Linked DNA regions of Mus musculus: regions 1, 2, 3, 4, 5 and 6 are each linked to region 7. The links are chromatin contacts, called in public HiChIP or PLAC-seq and promoter capture Hi-C maps. All regions are on one chromosome and are shown on one strand. Each heading gives the region's core, a stretch centred on a gene start, on an enhancer-like site or on the middle of the called end of the contact. The rest is flanking DNA. Distances are from core to core; before and after follow the strand shown.

Region 1 (4,067 bases), core at 1,439-3,938, 560 kb before region 7:
ATGACATTTAGCAGAACGTCTTGCCAGCATGTTTAAATCCCTTGCTTCCATCCATCCATCCATCCATCCATCCATCCATCCATCCTTCCATCCATCTCCTTACAAAACTGTGAGTGGCGGTCCATGCCTGTACTGTCAGCACAAAGCAGTTGGAGACAGGAGGAACAGAACTATTCAAGGAGCTGGGCAGAAAGCTCAGCCAGGAAACTGTTTGCTATGCAGGCATGAAGATATCAATCCTGCAGGAAAAAGCTAAGTATGGTGGGAGTTGTAGTTTCAGAGAAGACAGGCTCATCCTTGGAGCTTGCTGGCCAGACAGCCTACATGTCCAAGATGGATGGCTCCTGAGGGGGAATAAATCTTAGGGGTTGTCCTCCAAACTCTACACACACACACACACACACACACACACACTCACTCACTCACATGAGTTTAAGGTCATCCTCAATTACATAGAGAGTTTGAGATCAGCCTGGACTATAAGAGACCTTGTTTTCCAAAACATACAAAAACCTTAATTCTTTTGTTTTTGTTTTTCGAGACAGGGTTTCTCTGTATAGACCTGGCTGTCCTGGAACTCACTTTGTAGACCAGGCTGGTCTCAAACTCAGAAATCCGCCTGCCTCTGCCTCCTGAGTGCTGGGATTAAAGGCGTTCGCCATCACACCCAGCTCTACCCAAACTTTTGAACCACTTTTGCTGTGGGGTGTTTGCCAGAGAAGACTGCTCTGGCTTAGGCTTAAGCCAATAGAAAGTATTAGCCCACTGGGGATTACACTGACGGGATCCCAGTGTCACACTGAACCTCTCTTAGGGTGAGCTTTTAAGCATGAAAACCAAATATGTCTGGGTTGACATATTTCGGTTAACAAGGACAGTTAGCCAGAAGCAGAACTACAGAAGCTGAAAAGCAAGCTTAGCACTTTCCCAGAACTATGGGCTTTGATGGATCAGGTCTTCATTTTTGGCAGGTGGTGTTTTGTGCTGAGTTTTATAGCCTGGATACTCCTTCCATGATGGAGCTAAGATCTGGGGCTCTGTTACACTTCTACACAATAGATTGTAGTCCTGGAAAATAAAGGGAACTAGACGCAGCTACAGCCAAGCTTAGGGCTTTAAAAACTTTAGAGGCACCAGCAGGGAGACTGAGAGGCATCCTAGGGCTCCAACCTTGGAGCCTTCAGTCCACTCCATGGAAATCATTAGACATCAATATCTGGAGAGGCGAGGTCTTTACTGTGAAATAAGAAAGGCCTTCCCTGATGGAGTCGAGACAGGGTTTCTCTGTAGCCCTGGCTGTCCTGGAACTCACTTTGTAGACCAGGCTGGCCTCAAACTCAGAAATCCACCTGCCTCTGCCTCCCGAGTGCTGGGATTAAAGGTGTGCGCCACCACACCCAACTGTTCTGATGGAGTCTTATTAATAACCCTCTTCTTCTCCCAGATATTTTTTTGCTTTTCCTTTACTTGAGATAATGTATCTATATGCAGTTTAGGTTGCCTTTCTTTTTTCTTTTTCTCCTTCTTTCTTTTTCCTTTCTTCTTCTTCTTCTTCTTCTTCTTCTTCTTCTTCTTCTTCTTCTTCTTCTTGTTCTCCTCCTCCTCCTCTTCCTCCTCCTCCTCCTCCTCCTCCTCCTCCTCCTCCTCCTTCTTCTTCTTCTTCTTCTTCTTCTTCTTCTTCTTCTTCTTCTTCTCTCTCTTCCTCCTCCTCTTCTTCTTCCTCCTCCTCCTCCTCCTCTTCCTCCTCCTGCAGTTCTAGACTCAGTCCTCATATTCAGCCCCGGGTCAGACACTGCTCCTGTGTGCTCTTACATCCTTGCTTCCCTCTGTCAGTCAGAGGGCCAGGCCTGGAGGTATGTATGTTCAACTTAGCTCCTAGGGAGGCTGAGGCAGGAGGATGTTCTGCCTTAGCTACAGAGTGAGTTCAAGGCTAGCCTGGCTAACTAGACCCCGAGTCAAAATAAATACATAAAGCTCAACGTCCTGGTGTGCATCTTCAATCCCAGCACTCAGGAGAGAGAGGCAGGCAGATCTTTGAGTTTGAGGCTAGCCATAGTGAGTTCCAGGACAGCCAGGGTTATATATTGAGACCCTATCTCCAACAATATACAAATAAATAATAAAGGGCTGGTGATACATAGCACAGTGGTAGAGGGCCAGCTCAGCATGTGGGAGCCTATGGGCTCAATCCCCAACAGAAAGGAGAATGGCCTGGTTATCTGCAAACAATTATGGAATGTTGTTCCTCATCAGTAATCTTCAGAGACCTATTATAGTCAGAAGACCTACTCTCTAGCCATGTTTCACGCTCCAAATCCCAGAAGGTACTAGAACACTGTTCTAATGTCCGTAGCACCTTTCACAGGGGCTGCCCCGGAATTCACAGAGCATGTGTGAGTGGGCAAGCGAATGCAAAAATGAATGGCAGCGTGGGTCAGAGGGTGGGCAAGAAGATGAGTAACAGCTGCTGGCTAAGAGCGGGGAGGTGGGTGCGCACTGGAGGGAGGTGGCACTAAGCAGCTGGGGCGGTACTCGCGCTAGCACTCAGTCTTGGACCAGAGCTGCTGAACGCTGCCCCGGCCGCGGCCACGTGGTTGGGGCGTGGCTCGTGGGTAGGGGCGTGGTCTTACTGCTTGGGGTGAGCGGAGGGGCGTGGCGAGGTTGGCATGGGCGTGGCCACGCCGGACAAGAGCTGGCGTGGGCGGGGCTGGCCGGGCGGGCGCGGGAGGAAGTCACGTGGGCGAGCGGGCTCACATGACTGGCCGCGCGATGGACCCGCTGCCCTCGCCGGCAGTCGCTGCAGCTGCTGAGGCGGAGGCTGACGAGGAGGCGGATCCGCCGGCGACAGGTAGGGCACGCGGCCCGATGGCCCTGTGCGGAGAGCCAAGTGCTTCACACTCGGGGACCACCTGTCAGTGCCACACCTCGCCTGGCCGGGGTGGGGGGGTGGACATTCTTGGGGCCAGCCTCTTCCCGCTGCTCCCTGGGACGCTGCTCTTCAGCCCTCCGTTAGCGAGCGGCCGTGTGGAGTTGCACCTGGGTCTTTTCTGACCCCACTTTGGAGACGTGGTCTAGAGAGTGGTTTATATTCATGTGTGACCATGTCCAGGGAAAGGGATGTGTCTTTGGTATCAGACTCTTTTTCCTGGGGTCCCCGGCTTTGTGGACTGTGGGGACGCATCCATGTGGCCAGAGGCGCAAGGGTGGAGCTGGGCCTGGTGTGTGCCAGCCAGGTCTGGCCAAGTGTCGCTGAGTATGGCCATCTAGAGCATTGGTGGAAAGACAGGTTCTTCTCTTGGGACGAAGGGTTTAGGGTAGTACTTTTAACCCCAGGGGAGGGAGGAGGATGTCAATGAACGCCTCTGAAGAATGGAGAGAAGGTGAAACTCCCCTCGGAGTTGGTCAACAGTCTTTGGGTCTTGTTGGGTAAAACATTGTATTTTTGAGGTTGTATGTTTGAGCCACCACTTAAGTCCCTATACCTGGGCGCCTTGAGAAAGGGAGACTGATCCAGAGCTACTTATGCCTTTTAAGAATGCTTTTTTAAAAAAATATTTCTAACTGTGTATATGTATGTGTGTGTGTGTGTGTGTGTGTGTGTGTGTGTGTGTGTGCGCGCGCGCCCTTGGAGGACAGATGTGTTAGATTCCCGAGAGGCCAAAGTTTCACCTGCCTGTTAGCCACTCAGTAGAGCTGCTGGGACCCAGACTCCTGTCCTCTGCAAGAGCTCTGGAGCCTGTGCTCTGAGCCCCTGCCTGACTCATAAAGCAATTCCTTGTGGCTTGTAGCAGTGGTGATGGGTTAGAGCTCTCTTGGCAAATTTGGGATCTTCCATATTACTTCCTAGAGAACTCAGCTAATGGCTGACGTTAGGAAGGATTTCGTCTAGATTTTTGACAGATCTTGGGCAGTGGTGTGACTTGTGTGTTAGTCACAGCCATGTAGTCCTTCACGATTGACAGGCCATCCCAGTAGCCACGTAAGTAGGAAAATGGGTTTTTCAACCTGTCACTTCCTTCTGTATGTATGAAACTTGGCACCAAGCTGGTGATGTGGCGAAGGAGATT
Region 2 (4,018 bases), core at 1,130-3,629, 780 kb before region 7:
AAGAAACACAGGATGCCAAGTTCTGCCCCAGCCATTGTGGCTGTGGCGGTGGCAGCCTGCAGCCTGGCGCGCTCCTTAGTGGTGGGGGAGGAGCAGCGGGCCAGAGGCCAGGCGCTCTGCCTGTACCCCTGACCAGCCTCTCCACCTCACCGAGCCTGCTTGGTTTTTTTGTACAGCCCCACAGTCATGCCTGGTGCCAAGATTGCCCTTCCTGGACCCTAGGACTCTGATGCAGATGGAACCTCCTCCTCCAGGAAGCCTTCCTTCCATTCATCCCCAATCCAGGTTAATGGAGCCTCTCTCACCTTCCATCAGACTGCAGCCGCCCTGGACAGACAGGGGAGCAGGCCCTTTGCTACAGGTTCCAAGAGCCCCTGATCATAGCACACAAGAGGGGGGCTTTGCCTGTCATGTGCACGGGAGGTGAGCATGGCAGTAAATGCAGCATTTTCTGGGTAGGGGGCCCCCTTATTCAGAATGACTGCTGGGATCACCAAGAGCCTCCAAAGTTCTACAGTCCACTTTATAATACCTCACTAGAAAGTATTTCCCTTTTCTGAGAGCAAGAGAGGATCAGAGAGACCCTAGGCTTCTCACCAGACCACACAGTCCAACTGAGTCCCAAATCCCTGAATAAGAGTTTCTCAGAACCGATAGTGGCCCAGAGTGGGATAGATGCTATCCAATATCACACAGCAGGAAGGCTGAATGAAGGGGTGGGGGAATGCCCTGGCTCAGGGATCGTGCCCCACGAGGGCTGTCATTCAGGGCTGGGGGGAGGACACAGAGGCCCCCTCATCACCAGGCAACCTGAGTGGCCAGCACGCCAGCCAACGGTTCCCATGGAGCGCATAGCTGTACACAAGAGGCCGACGCCTTTCTCGGCTGGAGAAAGGGGCTTTGTTGCCTTGCCCAAGGGGCCGGCGTGAGAGCAGCCTAGCGCTGGGAATCCTAACGGCACCACAGCCAAACAAAACCCATGGCCCCCCGCTGCCCCCTCCCGAAGGCCTGCTGAGCCCCTGGGAAAGGGACGCCTCATTCTCAGGAGGCTACGGTGGGGTTCTCAGGGCCCCTCTTTGACCAAGACTAGATAGGAGCCTGTCCTCTTAACCTCCACTGTCCTAAAGCGAAGTCTCACTGGGGCTGGGTCAGGAAGGAAAGTGAGTCTTAGTCTTCACACCAAATATCTACCCCCACCCCTACACACACACACACACACACACACACACACACACACACACACACACACACACGCAGTGCACTCTGCTCTCCCGCCCCAACGGTCCTGTTGTAGCCTCCAGGGAGATTTTCAAAGTGGGGTGTGTCTTTTTATTATGTGTATGAAGTTGGTCTAACAGGAGGTGGGGGAGCTGAGCTACTGAAGTCAGGGTTCTGAGCAAGTCTGGAGAACTAGCACCCATTTCTTTCACTTTGCCTGGTCCAGGGGTGTGCTATGCCTTTTCCTCCCTCCCTTTCAAGGGGGCGTACCTTCCACCCAGGAAGAAGGAAGGGGAGTGAAGGGGACCCAGGATGGAACTGAGCCAATTTGCTCGAAAAAGTTTAGGAACAAATATGGCCATTCACTCCAGTGTTTAGGAGAAGCGTTACAGAGCCAGCCCTAAGCTGGAGGCGACTCATCCAGACACAGAGCATGTGGCTGGGGTGACCCTGGGCAACACGGAAGGAAGCTTCCAGGGTAGTAAGGCAAAGTGAACCCCAGCAGCCACACGGGGCTGTAATGGGATTTATCAGTGTCATCGTTTCCCAGATAGACCCAAAGCAATTAACGCATCGGGAACCGCTATCGTCAGTCACCAGTTGGACCAGAGGGTGATCCCCACTTCATCCCCCTGCCCAGGCCGCGCTGGGTCTCACCATCTCCTTGTGGCGCGAGATCCAGGTCTCGAACAGCAGATCGAGCCGCGCGCGGTGAAACTTTCTGGTGGTCTTGACGGCGATGAAGACGTCGCGAGGGGACAGAACTTCGGCGGGGGGACGCGGATGGCCGTCGCCCTGGCGAGAAGCGACCCCGGGCGGTGGATCCGCGTCTCTGCGCGCGCGGGTGAGTAGACTGAAGTACTCGGAGAGGCTATGCACCTCGCGGGTGAGGACTCCGGGATCCACAGCCGCCCTGGACCCTGAAGCCGGAGCTCCTCCAGAGGAGCCCGCCAGGCTACGCAGCGCGCGCCGTCCGCGCTCAGCGGGCATCGGAGTCGGTGGCGGGTCGGCCGTGAGCACCAGGAGACAAGCCAACAGCGCGCCCACCAGCGCCAGCAGCAGGCGCCGGCCGCACCGCTGGAGCATGGTGGCCGGCGGCCGCACGTAATATCTATCCCAGTGCCAACTGGTCCGGCTGCCCGAGGCTCCCGGTCCAGCTGCGCGCCTCTCGCTTCAGGAACTCTTAAACCTCCCCTGCCCGCCACGCCTCCACGCGCTAATTGGCTGCTAGCCTTGGGGCGTAACCTTTAGGGAGATCTCTCCTTCCCACGTGGGATACGGACAAGGGGCTGGGAACCACCCAGCTGGGGTACCCACGGCACCCGCCCCCTTTGTGCACGAGCCTGTCCCGCCTGCGCCGAGTCACCCTCCGGAGCTGCTCTGGGAGACACCCAGCCTGACCAACGCCCGCCACGGCTGCACGTGGAGGACGCGCCCCCGAAGCTGGGACCTGGGTGATAGGGCCAGTGCTCCTCCGCGGGCGACATCCTTGGCTTCTCGCTGTGCATTTCCTGTCCCCGAGCGGGTTTCCTTCCCTGGGGAACGGTGCTGACTGAGCCAAAGTGGTAGCCTGCAGTGTGTCCTGAGCGATTAATTTTGAGCTGCCCTTACTGATACTTATGTCTTAGGAGTGGACCTGAAGTTCAGGCAAAAGGGTATCAGTGACAAAATTCTACGTCCCTCCGTCGGTCCATCCTTCCCTCCTCCCCCAGGCAGGCCTGTCTTGGCATCATGTTCCTAAATGGGGAGGGTTGGTCCCCAAAAACCTCAGGCACCCCGTAGCGAGGAGACACTCAAGCAGCCTCTTTCCTCGAAGGATGAAAGGCTACCTTCTGTTCCATTTGGTTCCTCCGCACTCCTACCAGATGTGACCCAGCTGTGCGCCATCCCAGACCCGCCTCCCCGGCACACGGCCCCCTTCCCACGGGCGGGGGCCTTGCCTGCGCCTAGCACGAGCGGGGGCGGCAGGAATGTGCGCCTAATGGTAGGGTGAGAGGCTACGGGTCCGGAAATGGCCAAGGGTCCCCTGGAGTGGGAGCAGGGTCCGAGCCCGAGCCTGCTGCATCTTCCGGGAGCGCAGCTGGGGGCGGCTCTCCGCCTGGCTGCCCCTGGGTCTGGTTGGCTTCAGTTTCCGCGTCCCCCTTCAAAGGAAGTCTGAGCCCACCCTGCCACCACGGATAAACTGCTGTTCCTTCTGTCGCCGACTCCCTAGCGTTTATATTTTAGACCGGAGTATCATTTCTAATTATTTCTCTACTACACTCTTCTTAATGTCCGTCCCTCTCTTGGAGGTTAAAAGAAGGCATCAGGCTGGATCAGGTAAAGACTTACTGCAGGGGCTGGCCAGATGGTTCAGTGGGCAAACGCAACTGTCACCTAGGCAGATTTGAGTTTATTTCCCAGGACCCACATGGTCAGAAAGAACCAACAATATGTTGCCCTCTGACCTCCACACGTGCAACTTGGCCTGAGCAACACACATTTATACACACGCACGCACGCACGCACATACACATACGCACACCTGCTTTCAACAAAATTCTTTTCAAAATGAAGACAGACATGATAGCCCATGTAGCAGGCTTGGACGATTGCTGAACATTTAAAGGCAGCCTGAGTTACAGAGTGAATATCGGGTCAGCCCCTGCTGCCGTGTAAAAGAGCGCCTGAAATGTACCTCATCTGGCAAAGTTGGTAAAGTGTTTGCCTAGCATGTATGACGCCTCGGTTCATCTCTGCACCAAATATTCCTTGGCAAATAGTGAGTTTGAGTCCAGCCTGAGCTACATGAGACCCTATC
Region 3 (3,971 bases), core at 1,238-3,737, 680 kb before region 7:
CTGTTTTCCCTCACAGTACTTTCTGGCCTGGCCTTCCTAGAACACAATCACCGCCCCACCCAGCTCCGGTGATCATGTGGTACTGATCATGAACTGAGTCCACAGGCATCTAAGTGTGAGCATCCCTTCTGCCTGCCCCTCTTCTCTTCTCTTCTCTCGGGTTTTCCCAGACTCTGAGCCCAAGCACGCGTGCCTTGTGCTGGAGGTCCTCAATGTCACAGATTCTTAGCGTCTACAAACCACACACTTTCCCACGTCTCCTCCACCACCCAGTGCAGTGGGGGTGGGGACCAGCAGGAACCTGGCTGCTGCTCCCAGACTTGCATTGCTTCTTTCTTCTGCCCAGTTCTTACTGAATCGTACAGAGAGCCTCACTGCCCAGAGAAGCCCTGGGGGAACTCTGGCTCTGCACCACCTCCCCTAACCACTGAGCCACACCCACAATGTCATGCACTGCATCTCCCTACACCCCAAGCTTCCCTGCCCTTCCCTCTAGCATCACGAGTTTACCTCTGACAGACCTGGTCCTGGTTCCCATCACACCTCAACTGCAATCTCCAGCAATGGAACCTGGTCTCCAGCAGGGCATAAGGCTCTTCTCAAGCAGAAATCCGTCCTCCCAGAGCTGGGAGAATGGCCGAGTCGGTACAGTGCTTGCCACGCAAGCACACGGACCTCAGTCCAGATCCCCAGAACCAATTAAGTGCTGTGTGCCTGAAACCCTAGGCCAGCCAGCCTTGCCAATTGGTGAGCTCTAGGCCAGTCTGTTTAAGAGCAAGGACATGGCATTCCTGAGGACGACACCCAACGTTATTCTCTGACCTCCAATGCACCTGCATACACACATGGACATGCACACAACTCCTTGCCCGCCCCTCCAGAAACTAGTCTTTCCCCCACAGGCCCCACCCCTCATGAGCACAGCAACTCAACGTCTCCTGAATTAGCTGCTTCCAGTCTTCAATGCTAAGGGTTTCTTTTGTTTGGTTTCTTTGAGACAGGGTTTTATGTAGCCCAGGCTAGACTTCAACTGTAGACCCTCCTGCCTTCACCTCTTGGGGATTACAGGTACGTGCCACCTTTCCTGGCATTCTCTTTGCATACCGCAAACGTCTTTCATACACTTGGCACTCAAGTGGCCCTGAACCAGGACGACCTGAGCTACCCAGGGCCCATGGTTCCCAGCATTCCACCCAATATGGTGGTTTGCCCTTACAGCAGGAAACTGAAGATGCAGACCCACGAAAGCGACATGACAATACGGGTACAAGCAAGCTCAGCCCCAGATCCTAGCAAGGAAATTAAACATGAAGGTACAGGCAGGCCCTTTTGTAATTTTTGTGTTGTTTTGTTTTAAGTCTGAGTCTTACCCTGTAGCCCAGGCTGGCCTGAACCTCACTATGCGGCCCAGGCTGCCCTCAAACTCACAGCAATCTTCTTGCCTAAGCTCACAAGAACTGGCACCACGCTCCACCTTAGGCAACTCGCTCCACCTTAGGCAACTCGCGAAGTTGCAGTATCATACCCAGCACATAGCAGTTTCCCAACAATCTTTTTTCTCTCCTTCACACCCGGAAACAGGGCCCTAACTCATGTTACCTAGGCTGGAGCCACACGGTGCTGTCCCAGCAATGGAAGGCTCACAGCCCCGTTCTCCCCCGAGGGTGACATTCCCACTCAATTCCGGGGCTCCCAGCGCAGCGTGGGATTATAAAATAAATAATTTAAGAAGGGTGCAAACATTACAGCTCTCTGTGCGACAGCTAGGCGGATGTGCGGAAGGAACCCAAGGTCTGCCAGCGATGTCTTCGTGGCCAGAAGCCCAAAGAGAAGATAGGTCCTACTGTTAGCCACTAATGCGCGGCTTCCTGTGGCCCACCAGGCATGAGGCTGCTGCTGGGGGCACCCGCAGCAATGCACAGGGCAGGAGGATGCTCAGTAGACTGGGGTGAGATGTGGGGCCAGTGCTTGCTCGGTACAAAACCTGGCTTCGGAGACAGCCTCCTGCAAGGTCTGGCCGGGACACTGCAGCACAACAGTCTCTGAACAATTGCTTTCTCGCCTGGACACCCAAACAGCCAGAGGCAAAACTGGGAAGGTGTTTTCCCAACCTCCGAGCCAGCCGCTACTACTGCAAAGGAGGTCGGCCAAGTGGCCACACCTTCCTCCACGCATTCTGCAGGGCTGCACAAGAAGATGGCTCAGAGAAGGTGCACGCTTGGCTAAGGTTACACAGCCAGCTGGACAGAACTGGGATTCGAACCCGGGACCACGTGGGAGCTGCCTAAGCCAGGCAGAAGGAGGTACCAATCTGCATCGCCAAACCATGGACCATCGCCCCACCCTAGGACTCGGGACTCCTACGCACCCCTCGCTCTGCTCGAGCCTGCGCTCCTCACCTAGCGCCCGCCACAGTCACCGCCGCTGCTGCTGTTGCTGGTGATGCTGATTCTGCAGCCGAAATCGCCTCCTCCCGCTAGCAGCCCCGCCCGAGGCGCGGCTCCGCCCCCAGGCAGACCTCCCTCCATCCTCTCGCGAGAGCTAACGAGCGGGACTACGCCCGTTCTGGATGCGCTTGCGCACTTCTCCCCGTTCCTGCCCTCGCCAGCCAGTGCCATGTGGCACCTTATTTACGGCCAGAGATTGGTCCCACCCACCATCCCTGAGCGTCCCGCCCCTTTTGCAGCAACCAATCCGGAGTGGGGGCGTGGCTGATCTCAAGGGGCGTTGCCTGTCTCGCAGTTTGAACTTGCAACGTGGGCTGTGCAAGCTGACAATCCTGTCAGAGTTTATGGGGCTTAAGAGAGACCATGCAGGTAAAGCTCTTAGTGAGAGCCAGGCATGGTGCAAGCTGTCACCGCAGCTACTTGGCAGGGGGGAGGGAGGAACGGGAGGGGCTGAGGCAGTAGGATAGGAAGTTCCAGGTTAGCCGTACTTAATGAGAGCCTGTCTCAAAAACAAACAAACAAACAAACAAACAAGGTATGGGGAGAGGATTCAGTGGGTAAATGAGGTGCTCGCCTCACAAAGGTGAGAAACTGTGGTCAGATCCACAGAACCTGTGAACAGCCCATGCTCGTGAGCCAGGCTCCGTGGTGCTTGCCTGTATGGCAAGACCGGGAGGCAGAGAGAGAGTCTGGAGCTTGCTGGCTCCCTAGCCCTCTCTATATGGTGAAGTTTCAGACAAAAGAGAAGCTCTGTCTCAAACAGAAGTTGGAAGGTGCCTGAGGTTGTCCTCTGAGTCCCACATATCACACATGAGGTGCACACATGCACCTGCAAAAGAAAGCTAGCGTGGTGACGCACACTTAACATCCCAGCACTGAGCTGCCTTCCCAAAGCAGGGGACTGGTTCCGAGCCAACGGGCTCTCCCAGTGCCTAGGGTTAGAAGCCTCTTTCTGTAGCAGTATGACACAGAATGGCAGAGGACAGAACCTAGGAAGATTTATTATATTCTGGTGGCAGATGATCCCATCTTACTAACTAGGATTCAAAACCTACAGCTGAGTCCCCTGGGTTGCCATGTGTGCGTGTGACCTGCTCAGGCTGCTCTAACTGTAACACAGACCCAGCCTCAACTATGGACAGCTCTTTTCCTAGGGTTCTGCAGGCCAGATGCCAGGAGTTGAGGTAGCAAGCAGGCTGGTTCTTGCAGAGAGCCCTGCAGGAGCATCTTCCAGCCCTTCTCTTTACCTCCCTTTTGCGTACTTCAGCCCAGATTTCCATTTTCATAAGGGCACAGCCAGACAAGATCAGGACTATCCCATGACCTCATTTCATTACCATTCTCCTGGCTCAGTCTCCAAATAAGGTCATCTCTAAGGCACTAGGAGCTAGAGCACCAACATCTCTTTCCTTTTGGGGCTGGAAGATAGAACACAATTCAATCTATAACTGTAAGTTCGAGGGCTCAGGTGTGGTTCAGGGGGGGTAGAATGCTTGCTCTGCCCTGGGCTCCATCTCTATCAAT
Region 4 (4,007 bases), core at 28-2,527, 610 kb before region 7:
GAGGGCAGTGGGAACCATCATGCAAAATGTGCAAGGCTGCCCTGGACCGTTACTCTTAGCAGCCACAGCACCAACCTGAGCTCTGGACAAAAACACCTGCACCTGGCTGTGTTCCCCCTCCAGCAGAAAAGATGGCTAGCAAACAATGCTGCAAGGATCCTGGGCCTGCTCGTCACCCACTGGTCTATGACAAGAAACTCTCACAGCAGTGCCAATGAGAACAGCAGCAACTTCAGCTTAGCTTTCTCCGCAAGATTCTAGAGACAGATTCTCTCTGTGTAGCCCTGGCTGTCCTGGAACCCTCTCTGTAGACCAGGCTGGCCTCGAACTCAGAAATCCGCCTGCCTCTGCCTCCCAGGAGCTCCGCCTCAACTCAAATGCTGGGCTCCTTGCTGCCAACCATCTCTTCAGGGGCTTTGTGAACTGAATGGAACAGCCCCACATAGGCTTTAAAGACTCTCACTTCCTTCCCCTCGGCCCTTTTGGGGGTGGGAGATGCTGGGATGGAACCCAGGCAGGTGCTATGCTATGCACTGACATTGCCAGTCCTACAATGTGCTACATAAGTGTTGGGATGGGTCCTAGACAGCACATCCTGTCCTGAGTATAGAGTGCTATTCCAGACACTACCCAAGGACTCTGGGAAGCAAGGGGTCACATCTCATCAGCTGGAGCCCTCTGAGCTCACAGGTTTTGTTTTCATGGACTGGTTCAACTGTCTACTTAACAGTAAACACAGGCACAGTGCTCCAGCAGGCCCAGCCAAGCAGACATGCCCAATGCTCTGGTAGCTGACCCCTCAGCTGCGCGAGGTTTGTGAATAATGCCCTCAGCTTGGGATCCCTGGATATAACAGCCCCACAGGAACAGTTTCTGTCACCAGCCTTGAGAGGTTTCGTTCTCTAAGGGCCCAGCACCTGCCATCTTCTACCTTGTGGCTCCACCACGACACAGAGGTAACCACGTAGCGGCCAGTTGGGTCCCATTCAACATCGGAGGCCATGTAGTGCTCTGCAATGTTCATGACGGTGCAGTCTGAAGTGTCGACAAACGCCAAGGCACCGTTCATGCTGTGGGGTGACAGGGCAGCTGATCCCACAATCCCCTGTACCCCCACCGGGAGTCCAATGCCCCTCACCACAACTGAGAACTGAGTCACAGGGTGAGAAAGGATGGAGGACTCTGCTGGGCTGTAGTTAGTTCCCTGAGCCTTGGCCCTATTGCCCTCACAGTGACAAATTTCCTAAGGACATCCTGAGGCTGGGCCCAGGACATGGATGGTGTACACAGTGCTCTGTGGCATCTGGAGAAGTTTCCACAGTGGCACAAGCCACAGCCATCCTTCCCACCAGAGGGCAGGGCTGGGCTTGCTCACCACTCCGGTGTGCTCAGCTGGCCACAGCCATCCTTCCCACCAGAGGGCAGGGCTGGGCTTGCTCACCACTCCGGTGTGCTCAGCTGGCCACAGCCATCCTTCCCACCAGAGGGCAGGGCTGGGCTTGCTCACCACTCCGGTGTGCTCAGCTGGCCACAGCCATCCTTCCCACCAGAGGGCAGGGCTGGGCTTGCTCACCACTCCGGTGTGCTCAGCTGGCCACAGCCATCCTTCCCACCAGAGGGCAGGGCTGGGCTTACTCACCACTCCGGTGTGCTCAGCTGGCCACAGCCATCCTTCCCACCAGAGGGCAGGGCTGAGCTTGCTCACCACTCCGGTGTGCTCAGCTGGCCACAGCCATCCTTCCCACCAGAGGGCAGGGCTGGGCTTGCTCACCACTCCGGTGTGCTCAGCTGGCCACAGCCATCCTTCCCACCAGAGGGCAGGGCTGGGCTTGCTCACCACTCCGGTGTGCTCAGCTGGCCACAGCCGTCCTTCCCACCAGAGGGCAGGGCTGGGCTTGCTCACCACTCCGGTGTGCTCAGCTGGCCACAGCCATCCTTCCCACCAGAGGGCAGGGCTGGGCTTGCTCACCACTCCGGTGTGCTCAGCTGGCCACAGCCATCCTTCCCACCAGAGGGCAGGGCTGGGCTTGCTCACCACTCCGGTGTGCTCAGCTGGCCACAGCCATCCTTCCCACCAGAGGGCAGGGCTGGGCTTGCTCACCACTCCGGTGTGCTCAGCTGGCCACAGCCGTCCTTCCCACCAGAGGGCAGGGCTGGACTTGCTCACCACTCCGGTGTGCTCAGCTGGCCACAGCCGTCCTTCCCACCAGAGGGCAGGGCTGGACTTGCTCACCACTCCGGTGTGCTCAGCTGGCCACAGCCATCCTTCCCACCAGAGGGCAGGGCTGGGCTTGCTCACCACTCCTGTGTGCTCAGCTGGGATGCAGGGCAACAAGAGATAGGCACCCCAACCACAGACGGGAGGACAGCCTCCAGCTAACGTCTGTCCCACTGGAAGATGCGGGATTCACAGGAGGGGTACAAGGCTATGATCACAGAGGACACATCATCTGCAAGTCACGACTTCCATCAGCCTGTTGTGGCCGGAGGCTCAGCTGTGACAAATATCTAGTGAGATGACAACGCTCCCCCTCAGCACAAACCCTCAGGAGTAGGGCGCAGCCACAGTGGGCAGGGCCCCGACCTACCTCCTCAGCCCGGCCAGCACCACGAACTGCCCCTGGGGACTCCAGAAGATGGTGTTGGCTTGCTGCTTGTCAAACATCTCTGCAAGAACAACAAGTACTTCTGGGGGACTGAGCTAGCCTCTCTTGAGGAGAGCTGGCACAGACAAAGTCCACGTACGACTCCAACCAACCCACGGGCCACCCTGGGAGAACCTTCAAAACCATGCCCCGTTCAGTTATACCTAAAGTCAGGATGCTTCTGGGTGGTGGCTGCTGGCTAGGATGGAAACCTAGCAGATACTATTTTCAACTTCACATGTAAAGTACGCACTGACAGCAAATACAGTGACCATCTATCTCACAAGCCCTTGGTGTCCACCATAACGTGTGGGCCACGTTACCACAGAACATCAATCAAACCGTCTTCCCAGTCACCCCGACCCTGGGTGCAACTGACAAAGCACCAACTACACGACGGACGGACTTGCTTTACAACACAGCCAGCTGATCCTGTCGCAAATGGTTAGACTCGGTGACAGGAAAGCACACTGTTCACAGAAGGTTCTGAGCCCAAGAAAACCGCAATGTGACCTCTATGGCAGAACTTATGAAACCCAGCCTAGGGCAACCCTGCAGATCTATCCCAGTTCAGCTTGTCCTGGGCTCTAAACCCGCTGTGGGGCTGTCATGGCACAAAGACAAGAGTAAGCAGCAGCCCTCTGGGAGTCTAAGCAGGGCCACACGCTGCCCCCATGCCAAAGGGGGCACTGTCTTTTAGGGGAGCACTGTTGCACAAACGGGAATGAGAACACCCCCTTCCTGCTGGAGCCTCAGAGGACTTGAGGGCTAAACCAGGCTGAAAGGCAGGGGCAGTAAAGGCTGACTTAAAAAGGGCTCAGTGGACACAAAGCATGCGCCCCCTCTGTCACCCCGACTCGGCATCCAGCCAGCATCTGATGCACAGCTGGACCCGCCCCCCCCCCCCCCCCCCGAGGGCAGACTACTTACTGATGAGTTCAATCTTCCCGTTGCTCTTCACGTGGTAGAAGGAGACAGAGATCCGAGGGGCCTCACCATGAAGCACGGCAAACTTACTGCCATTGGGTTCCCAGGCAAAGGCTATGATGGTTTCTACAATCAACAGGAAGGAGAAGTCAGCTGCTATACTGCTCCATACCCCAGCCCCACTTCCAAAGACCTCCACTCAGCTGGAGAGCAGCACTCCTAATGCACTAGCAGAGCAGAGCACAGACAGCAAAGCCAAGCCAAGTCAAGTCAGCAGAGTTCAGAAGCAGCTGCTTTAATCTGCTTGGGATGCCGTGCTAATAACAAGCCCAGGCCAGCCTAGAACTTGGGACTCTTCCAGCCCTGCCTCCTGCAAGCTAAGATCACAGGCAGGTGCCACCACGCTGTCTTTCCCTAACCGACAACTTAGCTGTG
Region 5 (4,278 bases), core at 169-2,668, 940 kb before region 7:
CCCTTTCTATCCTTGCTAGTACAGACAACTGAACCTGAGAGAGAGCGCTTTGTGAATGTGCATATGGGGATGCACATTAGCATGCACACTTGCTTGTGGCTGTCCTCAGAGGCCAGAGAGGGTGTTGGATTCCCTGGAGCTAGAGTTATAGGCAGTTGTAAGTCATCTGATGTGAGCACTGTCAACCAAACTCCGGTCCTCTGGAGGAGCAGCAAGTGCTCTGGCCCCCATTCCCACCTCCCAATTTCTCAATGAACATTCTCTTCTAAATAAGAACCCACTGGCTATAGGGTAGAATATGATAAAAATAGTGTATCTTCTCCAGCCAGCTTCAAGAAGCTAAACTCTGTGATGTACCTCTATTTACCAAGCTTTGAACTTTTTCAAAAAAAAAAAAATCAAGTTAAATTCTCCAAAATGTGGAAAACATGTTGCTTTGAGAGACAAGTCATTGACACCTTTCAAATGTCCTCTTTGTCCAAAAAGTCCCTGCTGCTCAGGCTATGGGAAGATGACACTTCACCTGGCGCTATTCCTGCATAAACGGCTAATGTTGCTCCAAGGAGGTACCCTGAGGTGGCCTGGCGTTGGCTTCTGAGCATTCCAGACTGTGCTGTGAAGAGCCCTCTTAGTGGCCCTGCTGTCAGAGGAGCCCCAAGTCTCCATTCTTGAACAGCTGGCACATTGGTTCGGATTGGTTTGAGACAGACTCTTCCCTACATCGCTCAGGAGCTCCCTGCCTTAGCCCCCCAAGTGCTGGGATTACACACATGTACCACCACTCCTGGCCCGACACCAGTTCTAGAAGATGAAAAGCTAGGCCGGGCGTTTACTTCACATCCATAAAGGGGAAAAGTGGGATGTTAGCTAGGATTTGCACTCTGCTTGGTTGGCAAGTTGGTTTCATATAAGCAGTTTCATTCATTTGTTGAGTTCTTCCTGCCTGGGCCTGTGCACTCCCCTCCACAGGGACCTGTGTGGAAGCTGTCTGCTGGTGACAAACGAGCAGAACTTTGTTTATTTTGTGGGAGGGTAGTGCTAGGCGTCAGATCCAGACCTCATACATGCCAGGCAAGTGCTCCACCAAGAGCTCCATCCCAGCCCTCAGTTTGCTTTATATTTTGACAGGAGCTTGCCATGCAGCCCAGGCTGGCTTTGAGTTTAGGGTGCTCTTGCCTCAGTCAGCTGCTGCTCCTTCCTTCCTTCCTTCATCTTTCCTCCTCCTCCTTCATCCTAACCCTTCTCTTCCTCCTCTTCCTCCTCTTCTGCTCTGAACCAGCCTTAGACTGTGGGCCTCTTGGTGTCACCTTCCTGGTGCACATGAGTCTGGTCTGTGAGTGGCAGGTGTGTCACAGTGTTAGCCTCAGACAGTAGCCGGAGTGGATGTTTACTGTGTCAGACAAGGCCTTGACTCATCATGAGCCAAACAAGAGAAGCATCCCTCAGAGGACCATTTGTGCTGGAGCTGAGCATCTGCCATGTGAAGCTGTCACACTGGCAAGTTGGCAAGTGTATGCTGCCATTCATGGTCAGATGAGGTCATTCTGTGTCTACATCTCCAGCGGGACATGGGAACAGCAATTCTGCTATTTACACCACTGTGCACACCACCGTGTGCGGGTGTGTGTGTGGGTGTGTGAGTTGGGGCGGGGTCTCCTAAAATCCTGATAACTTCTCATCAGCAGAACATTCAAGAAGGGAGAGCCTCTGAGAAGAGGAGAAGGCAACTTCTGTTTGTTATCTCTGGTCAGAAGCCAGGAAGGAGATCTCAGCTCCTTGTCCAAGTCCAACTTGAGAGTGCTAGTTGAAGGGATGGCTTGCTGAGTCAGTGGTCCTGGGGCCACAGGCTCAGGAGCCAGAGCATCAGGCAAGAGGCAGCACAAGGGCTCTTTATGAGGAGCAGGAGGCCTGGACAGGCCCTACAGGGGAGCCTGGGCCTCCCTGCCCTCAGCCTGGCCTCCCAGCTGGCCGCAGCGCCGGGGCTGCATGGCAGAGCTTGCCTCTCCTTGCTTCAGAGAGCCCACTGCCCCACAGCACGGATGACTCAGTGTCTGGCAGGCAGAAGCTGCTTTGAGCCTTTTCCTTTCCCTTTTGTTCAGCCTGGAGTGGGGGAGGTCAAGGCCTTGTCATATCCAGCAGGAAGATGCTGTGACCCCTTCCCTTTGGCAAGCCGCCATCGGCAAATGGGAGGGACCGTCATAGGCCTGGCCCCTCATTGTCTTTCAGCTCCGTGCCCCTGTTCTTTGAGAGGAGCTACTGCCCTTATTTAGATGGCCTAGTGTAGTCTGTGGGAGACACGGTTGCACTTCACTGCTGGCAGAGTCTGATCTGTAACCTTTTGTAGTCCACACTTCTGTTCTCTCAGGCCATGCATGTAGTGAGGTGAAGAGTTCAGGGGTGTGTGTGTGTGTGTGTGTGTGTGTGTGTGTGTGTGTGTTGTATATGTTACAGAGTATATTTGTGCACGTGTGTACACATACATGTAGAAGCCAGAATGTTAACATTGGGAATTTTATTCTCTCTCTCCATCTTAGCTTTTGAGCTTAGCTTTTAAGACAAGGTCTCTCTCTCCCTCCCTCTCTCTCTCTCTCTCTCTCTCTCTCTCTCTCTCTCTCTCTCTCACAGACAAGGTGTCTCTCACACAGAGACAAGCGCTCTCTCTCTCTCACACACACACACATGAGTGGGAAACTATGTGACTAAACCATCTTTCTACTTTTAACTTGCTTTTTGACTATGGCCAAATTAACATCTAAACTTTGGTTTCTTCAACTGAGAAAAAAAGGAGATTTTACTGAACCCTGTGTGTATGTGTGTGTATGGTGTAGTACTAGGGGGATAGGGTCAGGACTTGGCATGCTAGACAAGCATTCTCACACCAACCTGAATTTTCAGCCATGGCTTTGGAGACAGAGTCTCACTACGTAGCTCAAGGTAATCTTGTGCTCTTGATTCTCCTGCCTCAGTCTCCCTAGTGTTGTGACCACAGACCTGTTGCCACCACTTTTGTTAGCAGCCCCAGCTTTTCATTTGTTTGTTTGGGATGTTGCTGGCCCAGGTTCGTTCATGTGTTCACTCTGTAACCAGGCTGGCCTCAAATTCAGAGATCCACCTGCCTCTGCCTCCTAAGTGCTGGGATTACAGGTGTGAGTCACCGCTGCCCAGCTCCGGGTTTTCATATCTTAACACAAGGATGTTGGAGGCTTGAACTGCTGAGTGGTTTGGTTTCCAAGTCTTTGCTTTATTTGGGAATGGGGTAAAAGTCCAGGGGCTTTCCAGACACAGCTGAAGAGACAGGTGCTGGCTCACAGCTAGGACTTCCCAGCAGACGATTGGGTTTGCTGACTGTTTAGTAGGAGCTAAGCCAGTGGGTGTGTGTAGGTCCTTCTCTCTGCTTGGGGGTGTCTACACAGGTACTAGACAGTGGACAGTTTGGGGTCATTAAACTAGGAAAGGGGAAATGTCTAGCATAATCAGCCTTGAAAAGTACACATTGAACTGACAAAATGGCTCAGTAGGTAAAGGTGCCACTCAGGCCCTAGAGCCAACTCCTGATGGTTGTTTATCGTTCTCTCTCTCAATCTCTCTCTCTCTCTCTCTCTCTCTCTCTCTCTCTCTCTCTCTCTCTCTCGCACGCGCACACACACACACACACACACACACACACACACGTTAAGAAAGCCAGACATTGTGACACACACCTTTAATCCAGCTTTCAGGAGGAAAGAGATCTCTGAATTCAAAGTCAGCCTGGTCTACATAGTGAATTAAAGAAGCCAGAGCTATATGGTGAGACACTGTCTCAAAAAAACAACAACAAAAAAGAGTCTCTAAAGTGTTTTAAAGGGGTAAAGACGTGTGACTTTATGCAGTAACCAGGACCTCTGAGGCTCGAGGCACTGCTGGGGCTGAGAGCACTGGGAGTATGACATTCTCTTTTATAGCTCATAGTTCCTTACCTCTAAATACTCCTTCCCATGGCTGGATAACTACAGCCACACTGTAGCAACTGAGAGCCACAGATGCCTTTCCTCAGGTAGTATAGCACGTAGGAGCAGTCCAAGTCCAGGTGTCATCTGTGCCCTCATCTAGGTGTGTGACTGACATTGCCATGTTCTTTTAGCTGCCAGGAAAAAGACCTTTCTCAGCTGTTCCTCGGTACCCAACACCCTTGAGGAAGGCCTCCAAAGCCCTTGTGCACACCACTGTGCTGTCTCACCAACTCTGAGTCACTACTGCACTGAGTAGGGACTCTCCTTCCTCCTGCTGATGCTACCA
Region 6 (3,798 bases), core at 484-2,983, 820 kb before region 7:
CTTTTGCACATCTTTTGGGGGTATGAAATTTGTCCATCATAGTGAGTATGTAATGCACAGGTATTGTAGCCTGATCAGAAGAAAATCTCCATTTTGGTGAGACTTCTGGTGATGGGAGAGGTAACTCCCAGATCTCACATCTATGTGTATGAACCTTGGACATCAGTTACTGTTGTTGGGACTAAGCAAGGATGCAGGGCTCTCTATGGGAGGTGCTGAAGCAGAGGCCAGAAACTTTCCCAGCCTGTGATGACCGTCTCTGATGTTACTGTTCATCTTTGGACTCCTAAAGGCAGAGCTGGGGGCAGAGCTACTCTCGGCTCTACAGGAAATCTAGCCAGGTGCGGGCATCTCACCTGCTGCACTGACTCTGTCTGGCAAGTGCTCATTTGACACTAGGAGGAAAGCTCGGCCTGGGGGTGGGGCGAGGGGGAACAGCCATTGCTGTGTGGCCCTGGAGTAAGAAGCCTAAGAACTTCTTACCTATCGCTGCAGGCTGATTCCCAGCTAGGTAGCTTCCTCCAGCCATCCAGAACATTGAAACCCACAGCTCTGTAAAGGGCCCCTGCCCTCGGGCCAGAGTGCAAGGAAGGAGATGCCTCAGGCAGTTGCATGAACTGAAAGACAGGTCTGTCAGGAAGCCACTGTCCAGCTGAGGAGTGAGGCTACCTAGCCGATGGAGAAGCTGCATGTGTCTAGTTTCTAAGAACATAAGGCCCCAGGGTTGTGAGTGCACAGAGCCAAGTGGATATGTTCGCTCCACCCGGGGAGAAGCAAGAACTGCCCCCCTGCCCCCATGACCTTTCTATAGGCTGTGTCCTGACCAGTAGCCTAGTTTCCAAGATGGGATACAGGGAACTTTCTTTACATCTTCCTTTTGCATCTTTAGAATGATGCAAGCAAGTGAGGTGCGGCGGTTCAGGCCTGTTATCCCAGTACCTGGGAGGCTGAAGCAAGAGGACTGCCAAGTTTGAGGCTAGGCTGAGCAATTTACAGAGATCCCGCGACAGAAAAAGTAAAACAGGGGATTGGGGATTTAGGTCGGTGGTAGAGTGCCTGGCTTGCATGCGTAAGGCCCTGGTTCCATAACTGAAATTAAAGCAGGTGGGTATTCAATCTATCTGCCCATTATCGCCTTACACGCGGCTTTATGGCTTATGCGCCAGGCTTTGTTCTGAGCACTTCACACTCGGTTTATCTCCGCAACGCCTTTTCTCAGACTACAACACTGATACCGAGAGGCTAAGTCATTCGCCCAAGAGCACACAGCTGCAGCTCCCGAATGCAGATCATGTCCATCCTAGAGACAGGTCACTGGTTCCCTGGCAGGTCCTTATGAGGGCTGCGTGGAAACCGGATCAAACCAGAGAGCAAAGGCATGGGTCGGAGAGGATGCTACACGTGAGCTTTGGATTCCAGCCTTCGTGGTCTACAGGGAAGAAATGGCTGAAGAGGTTGAGGGTCCTGCCTAAACCGAGAGGTGTAGGCAAAAAGACCAATGGTAACGCAGGGGGCAGGGCCTATGGGAGAAATGCCAATGGCAGTCCGGAGGCAGAGACTGCCCTGGTATGGGCGGGGTCTGCGTGGTGCCGACCAATAGCATTGTGTGGGGCGGGGCCGAATGTCCGGGAGGGCGGTTGGGGTGGGGCCTGAGGGCGGTGGGCCTATGGCGGTGTGGGGGTGGAGCCTGAAGGCGAGCGGGCGGGTGCGCGGAGGGGGCGGCGGCAGCGGCGGTGAACAAAGAGGCGGCGGGCGCGGGCGGCCGAGCGGAGCCGAGCGCAGCCGAGCCGGGCCGAGCCGGGCCGAGCCGGGCCGGGCCAGGGCCCCTGGAAGCGGGCACGATGAGGGCAGCTGAGCAGGGGTCGGCGGGTCCCTGAGCCCCGTGCATCCGGCAGCGAGGGAAGCCCGGCGCAGCGCCCGTGGCCGCCCGCCCGCCATGGCCGGGGTCAGCTACGCGGCGCCCTGGTGGGTGAGCCTCCTGCACCGGCTGCCGCACTTCGACCTGCGGTGGGAGGCCACCAGCAGCCAATTCCGGCCCGAGGACGCCGACTACCAGCAGGTGACGCGCGCCCCCGGGTGCGGGGTCAGGGGCCCCGGGTCATGGCCCCTCCCAAGGAGCTGGAGCTTCCCCATCCCCTTTCATTCTAGGAGTCGCCTCCCGTTCACTGATAACCTTTCCAGGGATTAATGTCGAACACCCCCTGGAAGGTGTTCAGCCCCTCTGTGTCACCAGGGCCTCCGATCCGGATTGACGGAGCTGCCTCCCTCCCCTGATAGACCCTCTTCTGATCCTATGGGTTCCTGGTAGGCCCGTCTTCATCCTTTGGGCAGTCAGCTTCTCCCCAGCAGAGCCCCCGCTAGCCAAGGCTGGATCCCTGGGTTCAGGCAGGAGGGTATTCCTCGTTCTCTTTCCCCAGCTAGGGAATCCCTTTGCCAGACTGTTGGTGGGTGAGGAGCCTGGGCCATCGCCAGCCTTCTGTGGCTGCTAATGACCCCTTGCTTCACGGTCAGGCTGTGGGATGTACACAGGGTGTCGTGTGGTTGTGGGAAACCAGGGTGCCAGCAGTCTCTCTACCCAGGGTGGAAAATGAGGCCTGGCTGAAGTGGGGTGAGTGGGCCTCCGTCTGGGCTGGGGGCCATGGGGCACTTGGCAGCCCTCTCCCTGCGAAGCCCTAAGTCTGGCGTCCTGCCAAGTCCCAGCACCACCCCCACTACTGAACCACTGTCATTTGAGTGCAGAGCAGGGGGACTAGGGCTGTGGGCTTTTCCTTCCTGCTCCAGATTCCAGAAAAAAAAGAATGATCAGCCCACTTGGTCACTAAGCACCTCACAGTTTCTCTCCGGCGGCTCCTGGGACAGACAGTAGCCTGGGAATCAAGTACTCCTGGGGCTGTGCCAAATATCTCTGCCGCCATCCTCATCTTACTGAAGTTGAGGGTGAGAGAACACAGGACTGTCCCTGCTCCCACTCTCTGCCTACCTGACCCCAGCTCCAGTAGCTGATGGTGTTCCTGAGCAGATTAGAACAGGTGTGAGGGGTAGAGCAAAACCTGAGTCCTGAAAGACAGCAAGGAGATGCACCCGGGACCCAGGACCTCACCTGGGGATTTTGTGGGGAAGACCAGGCCCGGGTGAGGTGGAGGGACACGTGTGGTTTTCTTACTGTGTGATGGTATTGTTATGCTCTTTCTTGAAAGAACTCTATGAGCTATTCTTGGAAAGTTGCCTTCCTAGGGTTTGCCTGATGGTCAGTTTTGATGGTCCACTGGCACACAGGGCAGCCAGGTAGCATTTCCTGAGGTCAGTGGGCTGCCACCTGCTTCTGCTGCAGGAGGAACTTGCTAGTGACAGGGAAAGGGTGAGGATTCAGTCCCTGCAGCTCTTGGGAATCTGAAGGTAGTGAGTGGTTCAGGCCCGGCTCTGTAGGTCTTTAGATCTATGGGCCCGCAGCTCTGTGGCCCCAGTTGAGCCTGGTCCTGCCTGCTTTTGCTGCTCCACTGTGGGAGGCCTCTGACTCACGCTCCCTCCTGCCTCCTCTCCCAGGAGCAGAATTAGCCACTGAATAATTCACGGTGTGGAACCCAGCCTGGCTCCATCCCCCGCCGCCTCCGCTCCCGAAGCCAGGGCTATGGATGTGCATGGTGCCCCTGCCCTCTGAGCTGATGCTGTAGGCAACCGCTCAGGGTCTCTGAGCTTCGTCACTTCATCTTGAAATTGGGACTGATGGTTTTGCAGGGTCGCCTGTGGGGAGAAAGTCAGGAGTCCCCATTCTGGATGGGCGGGTGGATAATGGTTTCT
Region 7 (4,066 bases), core at 706-3,205:
AGGAAAATATGTAGTGTATACACAGTGGGGATTCAGCCATGAAGAAGAATGAGATGGGTCTGGGGAGATGGCTCAGTCAGTTAAGATCTGGCCTTGCAAGCACACACACACACACACACACACACACACACACAGAGAGAGAGAGAGAGAGAGAGAGAGAGAGAGAGAGAGAGAGAGAACCAAAAACCCAAAACAAACAAAATAGAGGCCATATTGAAAATCCAGGAGGTCTGGTACAGCCTACAATCCCAGCACTAGGGAAAGGGAACAAACCTAGACCTGATCCCCAGCCTTGCCGACAGCCAGCCTATCCTAATTAGTAAGCTCTAGGCCCTGGCTCAAGAAACAAGGTATAACGGGCATGGTGGCAGCCACACCTTTCGCCCAAGCAGAGGCAAGTGAATCTCTGAGTTTGAGACCAGCCTGGTCTACGTAATGAGTTCCAGACCAACCGAGGCTACACAGTGTGATTCTGCCTAAAGAAAGGAAATAAGAGAGAGTGGGGAGAAGGAGAGAAAAGAACAAAAGAAAGAAGAAGGGTAGAAGGGGCCTGAGGAAACTGACCTCTGACCTTCATACATATGTATACACACACACACACACACACACACACACACAGGAACCCACACACAAAAGAGTGAGTTTATGTTATTCTTGAAAGTAGATGAAACCGAAGATAATCGTGTTAAGCAAATTATGCCAGTCTCAGAAAGACAGACACCATATGTTTTCTCTGACTGGTGGGGCCTAGATTTTACATAGTCACACTGAACCGTGTGTGTGTGTGTGTGTGTGTGTGTGTGTGTGTGTGTGTGTGTGGTGTACATTTAAGAAAACAAACAGGAAGGAGGGGAGAAAAGGGAAGATAGAGGGAAGGGGGATATGCTCAATTTACAGTCTATAATTTTAAGAAAAAAGTGCTTTGATTTAACAGGTCACCATTAAGAGCACCACTTGTTGCTCTTGCTGAGGACCAGGTTCAGTTCCCATCACCTACATGGCAGCACATAACTGTCTGTAACTCCAAATCTAGGAAACACAACACCCTCTTCTGGCCTCTGTGGGTACTGCATGCACATGACACCATATACAGGAAGGCAAAAATACTCATGCAAATAAATAAACAAACAAACAAATACTGTTTAATTCTTTTAAGTATTCTGCAAGATGAACAATAATTAGTGTAAATGAGACTTGCTCCTCGATACCCACAAGAAAAAAGGAAAAAAATGAAAGAAAGAGGGAAGGAGAAAAAAATGATGGTTGGGATTTGGCTCAGTTTGTGAATGCTTGCGTAGCATACATAAACTCCTGGATGTTATCCCCACACCAGCAAACCATGTGTGGGGTGTGTTCCTGTCATCCCTGCACTTGGAAGGAGAATCAGGAGTTCAATATTTTCCTTGATCAACCTAGGGTACTTGTGACCCTGTCTCAAAAAACAGAAGAGGAGGGGGAGGAGGAGAAGAGGAAAAGAAGGAGGAGGAGGAGGAGGAGGAGGAGGAGGAGGAGGAGGAGGAGGAGGAGGAGGAGGAGGAGGAGGAGGAAATAATCCTAGAACTCGGGAGGATATGTGAGTTTGAGGCCAGCCTGGTCGACATAGTGAGTTCCAGGACAACTAGGGCTACACGGAGATACCGTGACTAAAAGAGGCAAAACTGACAGACAAACAGACGAAACAAGTTACTGTATATTAAGTGTGCCTTAGCCAAAGCCAGGTACACACCAAGTGAAAACAAATATTAAAATATTAATAATATTAAAACAAATATTATTTTGTGTCCACAGCTAGGACACAAAGCTCCCTACACAGGTGGTCAAGCACCGCCACCGAGATCCTGGAGCTCGGAGAGGCACACTGTCCCTTTAACACGAAGCCTGGACGGCTCCTTTGCAGCACGGAACCTTAGGCCCTGGGACTGCCGTGGCCTACGGACCTTAGGCCCAACGGACAGGAACCGGAAGTTCTCGCCGGGACTTCTGCTAAACCATTGCTGGCTTAGTTGCTCCCTGAAACCGCTTTCTGGCGCTGCTGGTGGGGTGAGCGCTGGTTGCCGAGGGTTTCGGTCCCAACTGCTGTCAGTAGTGATCCAGCCATCCCCAGTCCTGCGCCGTCGGGGCTCCCCGGTGAGCTCGGCCGTTTTCCTCATCCCTGATAATCTGGAAGTGGGACAGCTAGTCGCGGGGATGGCGGTCATCGCAAGCAGTGCGGCGGGACAAAGACGCTCACAAAAGCCCGCACGAGCATGCGCGCACTCGCTTTTGGGTTGGGGCGTGGTATTGATAACAGGGTCTCCCCCATGTAGCTCAGGCTGGCCTCGAACTGGGACTTCTCCAGCCTCAGCGTCCCCTGTCCTGGGATGGCAGACATGTGCCACCACGTGCAGCTTGGAATGGGCCGCTTGTCATTTCTGCTGTCGAGCTCCAGGTTGTGTCCGATTCTGATTGCTCCATCCCTTGTTTTCTTTTCTTTTAAAACTAAAGCCTCCGCTGAAGAACGGGACCATGGAAGACAAACCACTGGTAGTATCTAAACAGAAGACAGAAGTGGTGTGCGGTGTGCCCACCCAGGTGGTCTGCACGGCCTTCAGCAGCCACATCCTAGTTGTGGTGACCCAGTTCGGGAAGATGGGTACGCTAGTGTCCTTGGAGCCCAGCAATGTGGCCAATGACATCAGCAAGCCAGTGCTCACCACGAGAGTCCTCCTCGGGCAGGACGAGGTAATGGGAGTTGAGAGCATCTTTTTTTCTGCTGTCATTTGTCCATAGGGATATGGGGTGCCTGATAGGCACAACTCCATACGTACCCAAACTATGCGCAGTGAGCATTTTCCAGGGCCATTCTGGACTGAGGGTGTCCTGGCTGGCTCGAGTGATGCTTTTCCCAGCGTGTTAGCATTTTACTCAACACTCGGGGAGGGATTGATTTTTATGACATAGCCATTTCCTCAGTTTGACCCTGTCCTGATGGCTCTATGTTTATGTCTGCTTCTTGAGTCTTGACAACAGTTCCCTTTGCAGGCCTGTCTGTCTTGATTAGGAGTAACCAGAGAGACGGTAGGCAGAGGTACCAAGGAAAAGTCTTAATACTGCCTCCTGGGCAGTTCCCTCTGTCTGCTTTATGCAGTCCACGTGGTGCTCTGAATCACTGTTGTCCTAGCTTAGGGGGTTTGGGGAAAGCGTGAGACGCTGGCCTAGGTCTCTTAAGGAAAGCATTAGGAGCAGACAGTGTTTGTCCCCAGTGTGACTATACACACCTGTAATCCTTTCAGGGGGAGGCTGCGGCAGAAAAATTGCTACAAGTTTGTGATCAGACTGAGCTGAGGCCAGCTAAGGGATAGACCTTATTCTCCCTGCATAAGCAAAAAAGAAGGAGAAGAAATAAAGCAAACTACTGGTTATGGTGACATGCTGGCTGCTGTAGTCCCAGCACTTGGGAGGTGGGATCAGGAGAATCAGGGTTCAGTTTCATTCCCATAAGGCTTGCTTGGGCTACATGACACCCTCTGTTAGAAAGGCAGGGAGCATTGAGTTGGCTCAGGGGCTAAAGGGTATGCAAGCCTGATAGTCTGAGTACAGTCTCACAATCCCACAGTGGACAGAGAAAGCTGACTGCTACAAGTTGTATTCTTTTATATGTGTGTGTATATGTGTATATATATCATAAATATAATATATATAATATTATATATGATATGTTTATTATATTCTATATAGATACATAAAGATATCTATATAAAATGTTATAATAGTCATTTATAATTTTAGTAGAGCCTAATTAGCCATGTGCTCATGTTTAATCTTGGCACTTGGGAGATGATTGTAGGCCTAATCTCCATGGCAAGTTCCAGATCAGACAGGGCTACGTAGTGAGCTCTCATCTCAACAGCAATTAATACAGCTGTACATAGTAAGCTCTTGTCTCAACAAAACCAAATGAATGAATGACTAAGTAGCTCTCAGCAATGGAGACTGAGGAAGTGGCTCAGTTCATACAGTGCTTGCAAGCACAGCCTGAGAGTCCTCAGAACTCACAAGAAAGCTGGGTGTGGGGCTCAGCGTGGTG

Evidence for each region. Promoter capture Hi-C pulls out the DNA fragments that hold promoters and counts their contacts. HiChIP or PLAC-seq counts read pairs in DNA pulled down with a chosen protein or histone mark. Capture Hi-C pulls out chosen DNA fragments and counts their contacts.
Region 1: a contact with region 7 is called in a promoter capture Hi-C map of hematopoietic stem and progenitor cells, with 4 times the contacts expected there. The contact joins the promoter of Snx8 here to the promoter of Psmg3 in region 7. A contact is called at or near these places in 25 of 39 promoter capture datasets (the 3T3-L1 cell line, 3T3-L1-derived adipocytes, the C10 cell line and 16 more), 5 of 15 datasets of contacts at CTCF or cohesin (the NIH/3T3 cell line, embryonic stem cells, large pre-B cells and 1 more), 77 of 484 Hi-C or Micro-C datasets (the AML12 cell line, B cells, the C2C12 cell line and 42 more), 24 of 115 datasets of contacts at active chromatin or transcription factors (the HPC-7 cell line, the NIH/3T3 cell line, astrocytes and 17 more) and 4 of 9 other capture datasets (adipose tissue, embryonic stem cells, liver and 1 more).
Region 2: an H3K4me3 HiChIP or PLAC-seq map of embryonic forebrain shows a contact between it and region 7, with 2.3 times the contacts expected there. The contact joins the promoter of Lfng here to the promoter of Psmg3 in region 7. A contact is called at or near these places in 10 of 39 promoter capture datasets (the 3T3-L1 cell line, HPC-7-derived erythroid cells, cranial neural crest and 6 more), 1 of 15 datasets of contacts at CTCF or cohesin (embryonic stem cells), 4 of 484 Hi-C or Micro-C datasets (the G1E-ER4 cell line, cortical neurons and embryonic stem cells), 15 of 115 datasets of contacts at active chromatin or transcription factors (T-cell acute lymphoblastic leukemia, astrocytes, bone marrow-derived dendritic cells and 11 more) and 3 of 9 other capture datasets (adipose tissue, embryonic stem cells and liver).
Region 3: a contact with region 7 is called in a promoter capture Hi-C map of liver, with 3 times the contacts expected there. The contact joins the promoter of Chst12 here to the promoter of Psmg3 in region 7. A contact is called at or near these places in 13 of 39 promoter capture datasets (the 3T3-L1 cell line, the C10 cell line, the HPC-7 cell line and 9 more), 12 of 115 datasets of contacts at active chromatin or transcription factors (the NIH/3T3 cell line, T-cell acute lymphoblastic leukemia, astrocytes and 8 more) and 3 of 9 other capture datasets (adipose tissue, liver and macrophages).
Region 4: a contact with region 7 is called in an HNF4G HiChIP or PLAC-seq map of pancreatic cancer cells. The contact joins the enhancer-like site here to the promoter of Psmg3 in region 7. A contact is called at or near these places in 23 of 39 promoter capture datasets (the 3T3-L1 cell line, 3T3-L1-derived adipocytes, the C10 cell line and 15 more), 1 of 484 Hi-C or Micro-C datasets (palatal mesenchyme), 9 of 115 datasets of contacts at active chromatin or transcription factors (SST interneurons, bone marrow-derived macrophages, craniofacial prominence and 6 more) and 4 of 9 other capture datasets (adipose tissue, embryonic stem cells, liver and 1 more).
Region 5: a promoter capture Hi-C map of liver shows a contact between it and region 7, with 2.3 times the contacts expected there. The contact joins the enhancer-like site here to the promoter of Psmg3 in region 7. A contact is called at or near these places in 8 of 39 promoter capture datasets (the 3T3-L1 cell line, 3T3-L1-derived adipocytes, cranial neural crest and 4 more), 1 of 484 Hi-C or Micro-C datasets (cortical neurons), 2 of 115 datasets of contacts at active chromatin or transcription factors (pancreatic cancer cells and thymic regulatory T cells) and 2 of 9 other capture datasets (adipose tissue and liver).
Region 6: an H3K4me3 HiChIP or PLAC-seq map of forebrain shows a contact between it and region 7, with 6 times the contacts expected there. The contact joins the promoter of Ttyh3 here to the promoter of Psmg3 in region 7. A contact is called at or near these places in 9 of 39 promoter capture datasets (the 3T3-L1 cell line, 3T3-L1-derived adipocytes, cranial neural crest and 6 more), 10 of 115 datasets of contacts at active chromatin or transcription factors (T-cell acute lymphoblastic leukemia, craniofacial prominence, embryonic basal ganglia and 7 more) and 3 of 9 other capture datasets (adipose tissue, embryonic stem cells and macrophages).

The regions. Positions count from the first base shown.
Region 1 is chr5:140,387,929-140,391,995 of GRCm38.p6, reverse strand. Snx8 (sorting nexin 8) reads left to right here and starts at 2,688. Exons shown (of 11, transcript NM_172277.3): 1 at 2,688-2,848. The coding sequence starts at 2,755.
Region 2 is chr5:140,605,702-140,609,719 of GRCm38.p6, reverse strand. It overlaps Lfng (LFNG O-fucosylpeptide 3-beta-N-acetylglucosaminyltransferase), which reads right to left and starts at 2,379. Exons shown (of 8, transcript NM_008494.3): 1 at 1,876-2,379. The coding sequence starts at 2,304.
Region 3 is chr5:140,504,125-140,508,095 of GRCm38.p6, reverse strand. Chst12 (carbohydrate sulfotransferase 12) reads right to left here and starts at 2,487. Exons shown (of 2, transcript NM_021528.3): 1 at 2,400-2,487. Gm38728 (a long non-coding RNA gene) reads left to right here. Exons shown (of 5, transcript XR_001785006.2): 4 at 17-115.
Region 4 is chr5:140,436,976-140,440,982 of GRCm38.p6, reverse strand. It overlaps Eif3b (eukaryotic translation initiation factor 3, subunit B), which reads right to left. Exons shown (of 19, transcript NM_133916.2): 12 at 3,576-3,698; 13 at 2,589-2,667; 14 at 932-1,070. Among named protein-coding and RNA genes, the nearest start is that of Gm4869, 6.5 kb to the left of the region's middle. Within about 2 kb of position 1,277, at least 25 of the 459 cell types and tissues checked have an H3K27ac peak or open chromatin away from gene starts, as enhancers often do. A contact at or near this core is called in pancreatic cancer cells, where this site is marked.
Region 5 is chr5:140,765,746-140,770,023 of GRCm38.p6, reverse strand. The region is part of intron 2 of Gna12 (guanine nucleotide binding protein, alpha 12); the gene reads left to right. Among named protein-coding and RNA genes, the nearest start is that of Gm30745, 18 kb to the right of the region's middle. Within about 2 kb of position 1,418, at least 206 of the 459 cell types and tissues checked have an H3K27ac peak or open chromatin away from gene starts, as enhancers often do. A contact at or near this core is called in 3T3-L1-derived adipocytes, adipose tissue, cortical neurons and 3 more, where this site is marked.
Region 6 is chr5:140,646,966-140,650,763 of GRCm38.p6, reverse strand. Ttyh3 (tweety family member 3) reads left to right here and starts at 1,733. Exons shown (of 14, transcript NM_175274.5): 1 at 1,733-2,059. The coding sequence starts at 1,937.
Region 7 is chr5:139,824,783-139,828,848 of GRCm38.p6, reverse strand. It overlaps Psmg3 (proteasome (prosome, macropain) assembly chaperone 3), which reads left to right and starts at 1,955. Exons shown (of 3, transcript NM_025604.4): 1 at 1,955-2,127; 2 at 2,485-2,721. The coding sequence starts at 2,506.